Linked DNA regions of Mus musculus: region 1 is linked to region 2. A link is a contact called in public HiCAR-type data. All regions are on one chromosome and are shown on one strand. The core of a region is the stretch at or near the end of the contact, and the rest is flanking DNA. Distances in the headings are between cores, read along the strand shown. Region 1 overlaps Snph (syntaphilin). Region 2 overlaps Acss1 (acyl-CoA synthetase short-chain family member 1).

What was found. HiCAR-type assays count read pairs that join an accessible place to other places.
Region 1: a contact with region 2 is called in a HiCAR-type map of astrocytes, with 2.5 times the contacts expected there. The contact joins two enhancer-like sites. A contact is called at or near these places in 2 of 115 datasets of contacts at active chromatin or transcription factors (astrocytes and double positive thymocytes) and 1 of 9 other capture datasets (embryonic stem cells).

The regions. Positions count from the first base shown.
Region 1 is chr2:151,603,907-151,608,577 of GRCm38.p6, reverse strand. All of the region lies in intron 2 of Snph (syntaphilin), which reads left to right. Among named protein-coding and RNA genes, the nearest start is that of Snph, 26 kb to the left of the region's middle. Within about 2 kb of position 3,102, at least 92 of the 459 cell types and tissues checked have an H3K27ac peak or open chromatin away from gene starts, as enhancers often do. A contact at or near this core is called in astrocytes, where this site is marked.
Region 2 is chr2:150,641,425-150,645,585 of GRCm38.p6, reverse strand. Acss1 (acyl-CoA synthetase short-chain family member 1) reads left to right here. Exons shown (of 14, transcript NM_080575.2): 3 at 2,675-2,874. The region is part of intron 1 of Gm52532 (a long non-coding RNA gene); the gene reads right to left. Among named protein-coding and RNA genes, the nearest start is that of E130215H24Rik, 24 kb to the left of the region's middle. Within about 2 kb of position 1,370, at least 107 of the 459 cell types and tissues checked have an H3K27ac peak or open chromatin away from gene starts, as enhancers often do. A contact at or near this core is called in astrocytes, where this site is marked.

The DNA.
Region 1 (4,671 bases), core at 1,853-4,352, 960 kb before region 2:
CCTCTGTTCACACACCTTTCCCTAGTGTCTGCAGAAGGTCTATCCTGGAGCAACTGGGATTGGAAGGAGTGGACCCAAGATTCCCCTACTGTTCCCTGCCTATGTAGGAAGCCTGCCAGATGTTGCTCTAGTGAATGTCCCTGGGCAGCTGGCCTGGAAGAGGGTGCCTATAACTTCAGAATCAGCTAATGCCTTATTAGACTCTCTGATAGGTGTACAGATTATCTCTAAAGAAGGACAGATGCCTTTAAGAGTTAATAATGCAAAGAAGCATTCTGATTTCCGAAGAATTACCTATCACTCCCTTATTACCTTGGTTGGGTCTCAACGCAACCCATGAACAAAGGATGCTACCGTGAGTGCTTGGGGAAGCTGGACTGGAGAGATGTGAGGCAGGCCCTACATCACCACCAGTGACAGTGTGATGTGGCTCAGAGCTCCTGAGGGTCTCAGGCTACTGCGTGCACTGTTCCTAGGCTGCAAGAAGAGACAGTTGGGAGAGGCAAGATCGGGGGTCTCTGGACAGAGCTTCTCCTTTGCTTATAAGAACAGTAGGAGCAGTCCTACTCAGGCTAGAGAGAGGGCACAGGAAGAATTCCTTGGAAGTAGAGTCCGTACTGTGCTCGCCTCTGGTCTCAGGTGAGGGCAGAGAGCTGGTTTTCCATCCTGCCCTGCTGCCACTGCCCAGCATTCTGGGCCACCCTCTCCCTTCTGGACCATGCCTATCCTTTGGCAACTATCCATTTAAAATAGAGATTGTATGGATTTATCTTGAATGGGATTTTAAATTTGATATGTAGTTCACGGACCATAAAATCTGAGAAATACACCACTCTGAGAATGTACTTACACGAAATTGTGTAACCAGCCCCATTATCTAATCCCTAAGCAACTGCATCGTCTTCCTTCAGAAGCCCCGCTCCTGTCAGCAGCTGCTCTTTATTACTTCTTGACAACCACTAAGTGGCTTCACTCAGTGGCTTCTTTCTGTCTGTCTGGATTTGCCCATGTTGGGTATTTTGTGTAAACCCACTTGTTCGTTCAGTACTTGTGTTTGCATCTGGCTTCTTTCACTTAATACAGTGTCTTCAGGGCTCACTCCCGTTGCAGCACATGTTGCTACCTCGTTTCTTCTAATGAGTGAAGTCCTGGTGCATACATGTGCTGCACCGCACATTATCTCCTACTGACAAGCTGCCTGCATCAACCCTGTGCACGGTGTTTCAATGCTTGCTTCGTTCCTTGGGAAATCTATCTGGCAGTGGAATTGCAGGCTCACAGGCCATCCCTGTTAGCTTTGTAAGGACTCACAAACTGTTTGCCATGGCAGTGTGGCTGTCGTATTCCCCACCAGACACACATGAGTTTCTCCATGCTCATAACAGTACTTGTTTCCTGGTTTGTTTGTTTGTTTTATAATAATCCTAGTGGATATGAAAATTTTGTATCTCGGAATTTTAACCTGTAAACACCCCTCTTGTTGGGGCGATTAGGCAGTACTTGAGATTGAGCCCAGGGTCTTTCACATACTCTGTAAGCCTCTGCTACATCCTTAGCCTCCAAATCCTTCTTTCGAAAATGGTCTTCCCCTGGGTTTTGTTCCCAGTATCCACACTGTGTGTCACAACCATTTGTAATGACATTCTAAGGGATCTAAAATCCTCTTCTGGCCCCCATGGGCACCAGGCACACATGTGATACACATATATATGTGTAAACACTCAGACACATAATAAAAATAAATCTTTTTAATTAAAAAAAAAGAAGAATTCTAAAAACAAACAAAAAAACCAAAATGGTCTTACTGGCCAGAGGAGATGTCTCGGTTGTAAGGTACAAGCTTCAGGGCTGAGTCTGCATCCCTAGTTTGTCATGGTGCACACCCAGAATCCCAGCCCTTGGGAGGCTGAAGCAGAAGGATTCTTGGGGTTTGTTGGCCAGACAGTCTAGATGAACTGGTGAGCTTTAGGTTCAGTGAGAAACCTTGTTTCAGAAAATAAGCCATTGAACAAGACACCCCACTTTGGCCTCTGGCTTCCACATATACACAAGTGCACATGTACAAACACACACACACACACACACACACACACACACACACACACACCTTACACCTTCAGACCTTCTAGTCAGTTTTTGTCCTTGTGACAAAAGATGTCAGCAAAGTGAAAAGGGGGAATTTTTGAACATAGTTTAAGTAGGATTAGCCTATGGGAGAGGGGCATAGCTGTTCACCTCACAGCAGCCCCACAGAGGGGAAAGAGAGACAGACAGACAGACTGATAGAACGAGAGGATAACTATATATACAGACTCTCTTCTTTCTTTTGCTCTGTGACCCAGCCTACGGGATGGAGCCCCCACATTCAGGGTGGCTTCCTCCTTTAGTTCCTCTGCTCTGGAATGCCCCCCCCCAGACACACCCAGAAGGGTGCATTCCTCATCCCCAGTGCTGACTATCACTAATCGCCGCACCTTGCGTGAGTAGAACCAATATGAGGACCCCATTGGCTGAAATGGAGGAGGAAGCCTGAGCCCACCCTGCCTAGCAGTCCAGAGCTAAGTTTCTTAGGTGGTGTGTAGATAGAGGCTTGGGACCGGTTCTGAGGCATCTGAGACTAGTCCTGTGGAGCTGCCTCAGCCCTCAAGCCTTTCCTGGTTACCTTGGAAACCCCTGCAGCGTTTAGCCAAGTTGTGGAACAGTCCTGCCACTGTTCTGGGGTTGCCACAGTGCGAACACAGAATCCAGTGGCTCTGTTGAGTGGTTTCAGTCCTGGGAGTGGCTTGTGCCAGAGACAGGAAGTGATCTGGTGAAGTACCCCCTCCCCCAACTCCTGCCAGCTTAAGTGCAGGAAGGCTGGACTCGAGTCTGCGGAGGGGGGGGGGGGGGATGAGACCGCCCTGAAACCTGCATAGTTTGGCCTGCCACCTCACTGGAGCTGCCCTGAAGTTCTAAGGTTGGAGGGTAGCTGCTGGCAAGCATCCGGGCCCGTTTCCATTTCCATCTCTGGCATTAGCATCCAAGGAGCACAAGTTGCTCTATCTGCCAGGGAAGGCTGGTCCAGGTTCTGCCTTGGCAGCGATGGGATCTTTCCCAAGCTCTGGTTGCCGTGCTCGGCTTTGCACAGCTGCTGGAGGCTGAGTCATAAGCTCAGCCTGTTCTGTTCTCTGGGGTTGCAGGGTTGCTTTCTTCTTTCATAGGTGGCTGATACTTTGTAGGTTGGGGGGGGGGAGATACCTTCAAAGGTATATTCTGGGACTGTCACTTAGAACACTGGCTGACCTGAGCACCTGGCTGCTCCCCATGTTGAGTAAGATGCCAGGATCTCCCAAGAGATGCAGCTTCCTGATCGTACAGCTTCGGAAACTGTGACCCAGAAGAGACAGCATCATATCCCAGTCCCTTGTTTTATAAACAGCCCTAAATGAGAATGTGGGACCCAGATACCCTAGAGACCATCTCGTCTAGCTTCATGATCTAGCACGGGGTTTTAAACCATTATATTATGAACAACTGTGTGTTGATTGTGTTTGTTCCTATGAAATACACCAGGGAACTTCAGCTAAGAGGCCAAGACAGGAAGGGATGAGAGCCAGTCCCTGTAGGAAGGCTGCAGAGCACAGGCTGAATACACAGACCTGGGGGGTGGGATGCAGTGGGCTGGCAAACAGCTCAAGCAGAGATATGGTGGTGCTTTGACAAGCAGAGCTCTCATTATGTACACATGCACACACACATGCACACATGCACACACACGCAGAGGAGGAAAAGAAAAGGGCGGAGGAGACTGTTGTAGGTGGAAAGGGTTTGATCACCAAGATTAAGTTTTTCCCACTTTGCTTCCATATAACCACAAGCTTCTGATAGATTTCAAACATGGTCCAGGTCTTTTCTCTGTTAATCTTGATGCTAACCCAGACCCATGCCCTCTTGCATTCACCCCTAGAAGGTTTTCACAGCTTCCTGCCTGCTCTCCTTTCCTCTGGTCCTGTCCTTTCCCTACAAACTCTACCCAGGGCTTCCTTGAATAAACGTCTGATGTGCCCATCTCCTTTGTGGGATAGCTCCATGCCTCCCTGTGGCCCACTGGACACGACCCTGGCCTACCAGGCTATGTGGCCTCACTCACTGATCCTCGCCTCTGAGCAGCTGTATTATTGAGTTACTTACTGCCTTTGGCCATGCCACCCTGTCTTCCCACTGGTGGACTCCTGCCCACCCTTCCAGACTCAACACACGTTTCTGATGGGAAGAAGGTTTTCTTGACCTTCCCGAGGCCACCAAAATGTCTTGGCTATTTCTTTTTTGAAGGTCATATCACACTTCAATTATCTACTTCCAGACCAGTGTCTGATCCTGTTCGTCCAGTGGCTCTTGTGTGGCAGAGCCGCCATCCATGCCATCTGCATGCACTGTTTCGTGTTACTTTCACGGTGCCCAGCGAGGAGGTGCCGCTCCCGGTGGGTGAGAGGCTGAATCTCAGCAGTAGCCAGACTTGCTGAGACACGCGTTCAGAGTACAAGAGCCAGAATTCAACCCCAGGTCTGTTCAGCCCTATTTCTGCAGCCTTTCAGCTCTTGCTCCTCATTATAAGCCCTTAGGCAGCACTGGGCATGGGGATGACCAATCAAAGAGGCAGATGTTTGTGCAGTTGCTATGGAGTGTGCACAA
Region 2 (4,161 bases), core at 121-2,620:
CCAGGCTGGCCTTGAACTCACACAGATCCACCTGCCTCTGCCTCCCAAGTGTTGGGGTTAAAGGCGTGCGCCACCATGGCCAGATGACTCAATATTTTCCTCAAAGCTCTTTGCTAAAGGTCACGGTCATAACATTACATGATGGTGTACTTGGTTTATGACCCTGCCCAGCCCATTTCTGTTGCTTCCGTTCTCTGAGGGTTATAAACAGCAGAATGAGTACATTTCATCACCAAGGAATCAGGCTTCATGGTTCAGTTACTGGTCCCCTGGGCTGTTTCTTCAAGATAGGGTGCAGGACCTGCTGTGCCTTGCTGGGAGAGAAAGCTGTGTCTAAGCAAACCTTGAGCTCTAGTGGGGTGGATACTAAAGAGGATGAGATTCTCAGTTAGTGTTTATTTCATGAACATGGAGAGCCAAAGTCAGCTTGTTGTTTCCTAAACACAACACACACCAATCAATATGATTCCTCCCTTGGGCTAGCATTTGGGAATGACTAGGAGGGAAAGAAGCTTTTGATACAGTCATTAAAACAACAACAAAAACACAAAAAACAAAACAAACAAAAAAACAAACAAACAAAAAACCCCCAAAACACCCCCCCCCTCCAAATAAACCAGCTTTGAGCTAGACATGGCTGTGCACACTTGTAAATCTAACACATTTGAAGTGACACAGGAGGTGGTGAGTTCCAGTGTAGCCTAAGCTATTTGGAGAGTTTCAGGTTAGCATGGGCTATGGGGTCCTATCTCAAAGCAACAAAAATCACTACCACTACCAAACTTTGAAAGAAAAATGAATGAATGAATGAATGAATGAATGAATGAATAACAGCTTCTTCCTCTCCTCCCTCTGAACTCTATTTCTAGCTGTTTCTTTTTTGGAACTCATCTGAGACTCTCAGGCTGTAGTTGTTTGGGGGTGGTGGTGGTATGTACTTACATTGTGTGACTTTAGGCAAGTGTCAGGTTGACTGCAGAACTTGTAGTAGGGTTGTGTCTGCTATAGGAAAGTTTTGCTATATAAATAGGCCACCGTCCTTCTTTCTCTAAACTGCTGCCCCTGGTCTGCAGGGTAAAGGCTGGGTTTCAACACCACTGGTCAGCAAGCAGGACACGCCATCTCTCTGAGCGCTGCCCAGGGCATAAGCGCTAGGGCTGTGAAAATGGAGCTGAAGGACTGCTGATCACAGCTGCTGTCTTAGCTGTGGGCAGGCTCCCCAGCAGAGAGGGGTGTTTCTGGGCCCTAGAGTCTATGGGAAGGGTCTGGGAAGTGTTCTTTCATTGTTAACTCAGGGAAAGGGTAGACCAGTGCCACTGAATGCCACCTTTGTCCTCTTTACAGCTTCAGGGAGAAAAGATGGAAGGGGCACTGGACTGAGCGGGGCAGGAGTGGCCAGCAGCTGGGCCAATCACAGCGTGGATGGGTATGAGGCTCAGCAGCTGGACCAATCACAGCGTCGATGGGCATGAGGCTCATTTGCATTCCTTTGCGGGATGGCTTCAGAAGAAACAAAGAGCTCCTTGAACGCAGGCTGAGAAGGCGGCTGTATTTTCATTCTGGTCTGGTTTCCCAGAGGCATCTTGTTGAATTTAGACTATTTTGAAGCCCTGTGGATAGGCAACTACGCTTTTCAAGGGCTTGGGGGGCTTGAAGCAGGGTCCCTCCCTGGGCCTGGCTCTGCCTTATTTAGAGCATCTTAGTGCAGCTCAGAGGGCAGGAATGTGGCCAGTGGTGGCCTCCCTCAGCCCAGAAAAAGGGCCTTTCTGAGTTAATTAATGTAAAAATTGTATAGAAAAGAGGGAAAATAGCTGTGTATCCATTTACCATGCCCAAGTTTAATGAGATAAGGCATTCAAAGAGCCTTGATGGGCACCACAGACTTACTTCTGTCCTGTCTCTGATTTTCTTCTCTTCTGCCTCCATAATGTGGCAGCTTTCCTATCCTATACTCCAGGTTTTCTTGGAGTTCAGTGTCATGAGCTATGATTAATAAAGGGTTATGATTATGAAAGGATCCTGAGTTAACTCGGAGCCAACCCAGCTTGCTATCTTTTGTTTGGCTGGCTAAATGTTGTGACCTGATGAAGGATTCATATCATGTAGATGCAGGTGTGTGTGTGTGTGTGTGTGTAGCCAATCTGTCACCTGCACCCCAACAGTACCTAACACAGACCCCTTCCTGTCAACTCTTCCCAGGGGTTACAGGCAGGGTAGTCATCTTTCTGTTGTTTTCTCTTCCCAGTCACTATGACTTCATTAAGTTGGCCCTTGTCCCACTGAGGTCTGAGTCCCTAACTAGAAGTGTTTCTTGGTGCCCTTGACTTCTGTGAATATAGAAGGCTGGGAGCCTTTTTTTCTCCTGCCAGAAGACTTTCTTTAAAAACCTGCCTTTTTTGTTTATTTGTTTGTTTGTTTGTTTGTTTGTTTTTGGAAGCCAACATTTTCAGAAGTCTTAGGAACGTGACCTCTCAGAAACCAAAATGGTTGTGAGGACATGATAAACCATGATGCACTTACATGGAAAACATTTCTATCTTGTCAAGCTGTAAATTCTTTCCTCCTGCACTGGAGTGGGAGACAGTACCTGCAGTCGGTGACTTGTCCCATGCTCCATTGTGCTGTACTGTGGCTCTCCCTTGTCTCTAATGACGTTTTCTTTTTTATGCTGTAGGGAGCTTCTGGAGACCACATGCCGCCTGGCCAATACACTGAAGAGACATGGAGTGCACCGAGGGGACCGTGTGGCCATCTACATGCCTGTGTCCCCACTGGCTGTGGCAGCAATGCTGGCCTGTGCCAGGATTGGAGCTATCCACACAGTGGTATTTGCTGGCTTTAGTGCAGAGTCCTTGGCTGGGAGGATCAATGATGGTAAGCATGGGTGGGCATGGGTGGAGCTAAGGAGTCCCCAGACCTTGGGCTCTCAGACAAGACTAATAGCACCCATTAGTAAGAAGTTGCTCAGACAAATGACAGGTGCCACCAGGGCAGGTCCATGGTTAATGAACAGGCCTAGATATGAATGTGAGGCCTAGAAGGCCTGGCAGGGCCACACTGCAGGTGAAAGGGTACAGGGGTGGAGGAGGCTTGAAAGGTACCAAGATTCAACAGCACTGGCAAGGAACAACACTGAAGGATGGAGAATACCTGTCTCCAGAAGCCTGGAGGAGTTGAGCATCATGTGGTTCATTGGTAAGACTTTCAGACCTATGGGGTATAGTGGCACACTCCTTTAAACCAAGCACTCAGGAGGCAAAGACAGGTGAGTCCCTGTGAGTTTGAGGCCAGTATGGTCCATATAGAGAGTTTCTACATAGAGATACCCTGCTTTAAAAGATAAACTTTCAGATTGCAGGTGGGTCTGAGTCCCTAGGAAGAAAAGCAGCAGTGTGTCCTTGGTTTTAGTGTTGTCAGAGAGCTGGGTGGGTGGGTGGACAGATGAATGGATAGATGAATAGATGGATGAATGGATGGATGAATGGATGGATGGATGGATGGATGGATGAATGGATGGATAGATGGATGGATGGATGAATGGATGGATAGATGGATGGTGGCACACTGTCTATATAGCTTGAGCCTTCTGTTTTCCATATACAGACCCTGGTCAGGCTCCTCACGGAAGGTTACAGGTTCTGGAAGCCACTGAAAGTTTATATGTGTCCTGTTTTTTTTCTTCTTCTTCTTAGTATACTTGCAGTTGCTCATTTCAAGAGAAGTACAATGAAGTGTGTGTGTGTGTGTGTGTGTGTGTGTGTGTGTGTGTGTGTTAGAATTGAGCTAAGACCAACACACCTCCATCCTTGGGTTTGTGAGACAGTATTCTCACTGGCCTCAGGCTTTTGGGGCAGGGATTATAGATGAACTTTGCCCATCAAATGCAACTGAAAATTTCATTTTTCTTATATATATATATATATATATATATATATATATATATATATATAAAGTTTATTGATTATGTATTAACCTTCATAGTCTTAAAATGGCTGCATAAGATTTCCTACCCACAGAACCGTGCCTTCCATGGGCAGAGATAATGTTACTTCCTCCTTTCCACTCTTGATGACTAGTTCTCTTGGCTGGCTCTGGTTGCAAGTCCTGTGACCATGTTGCCTAGTGGTGTGGTGAACTGGCAAGTCCTATGGCCATGTTACC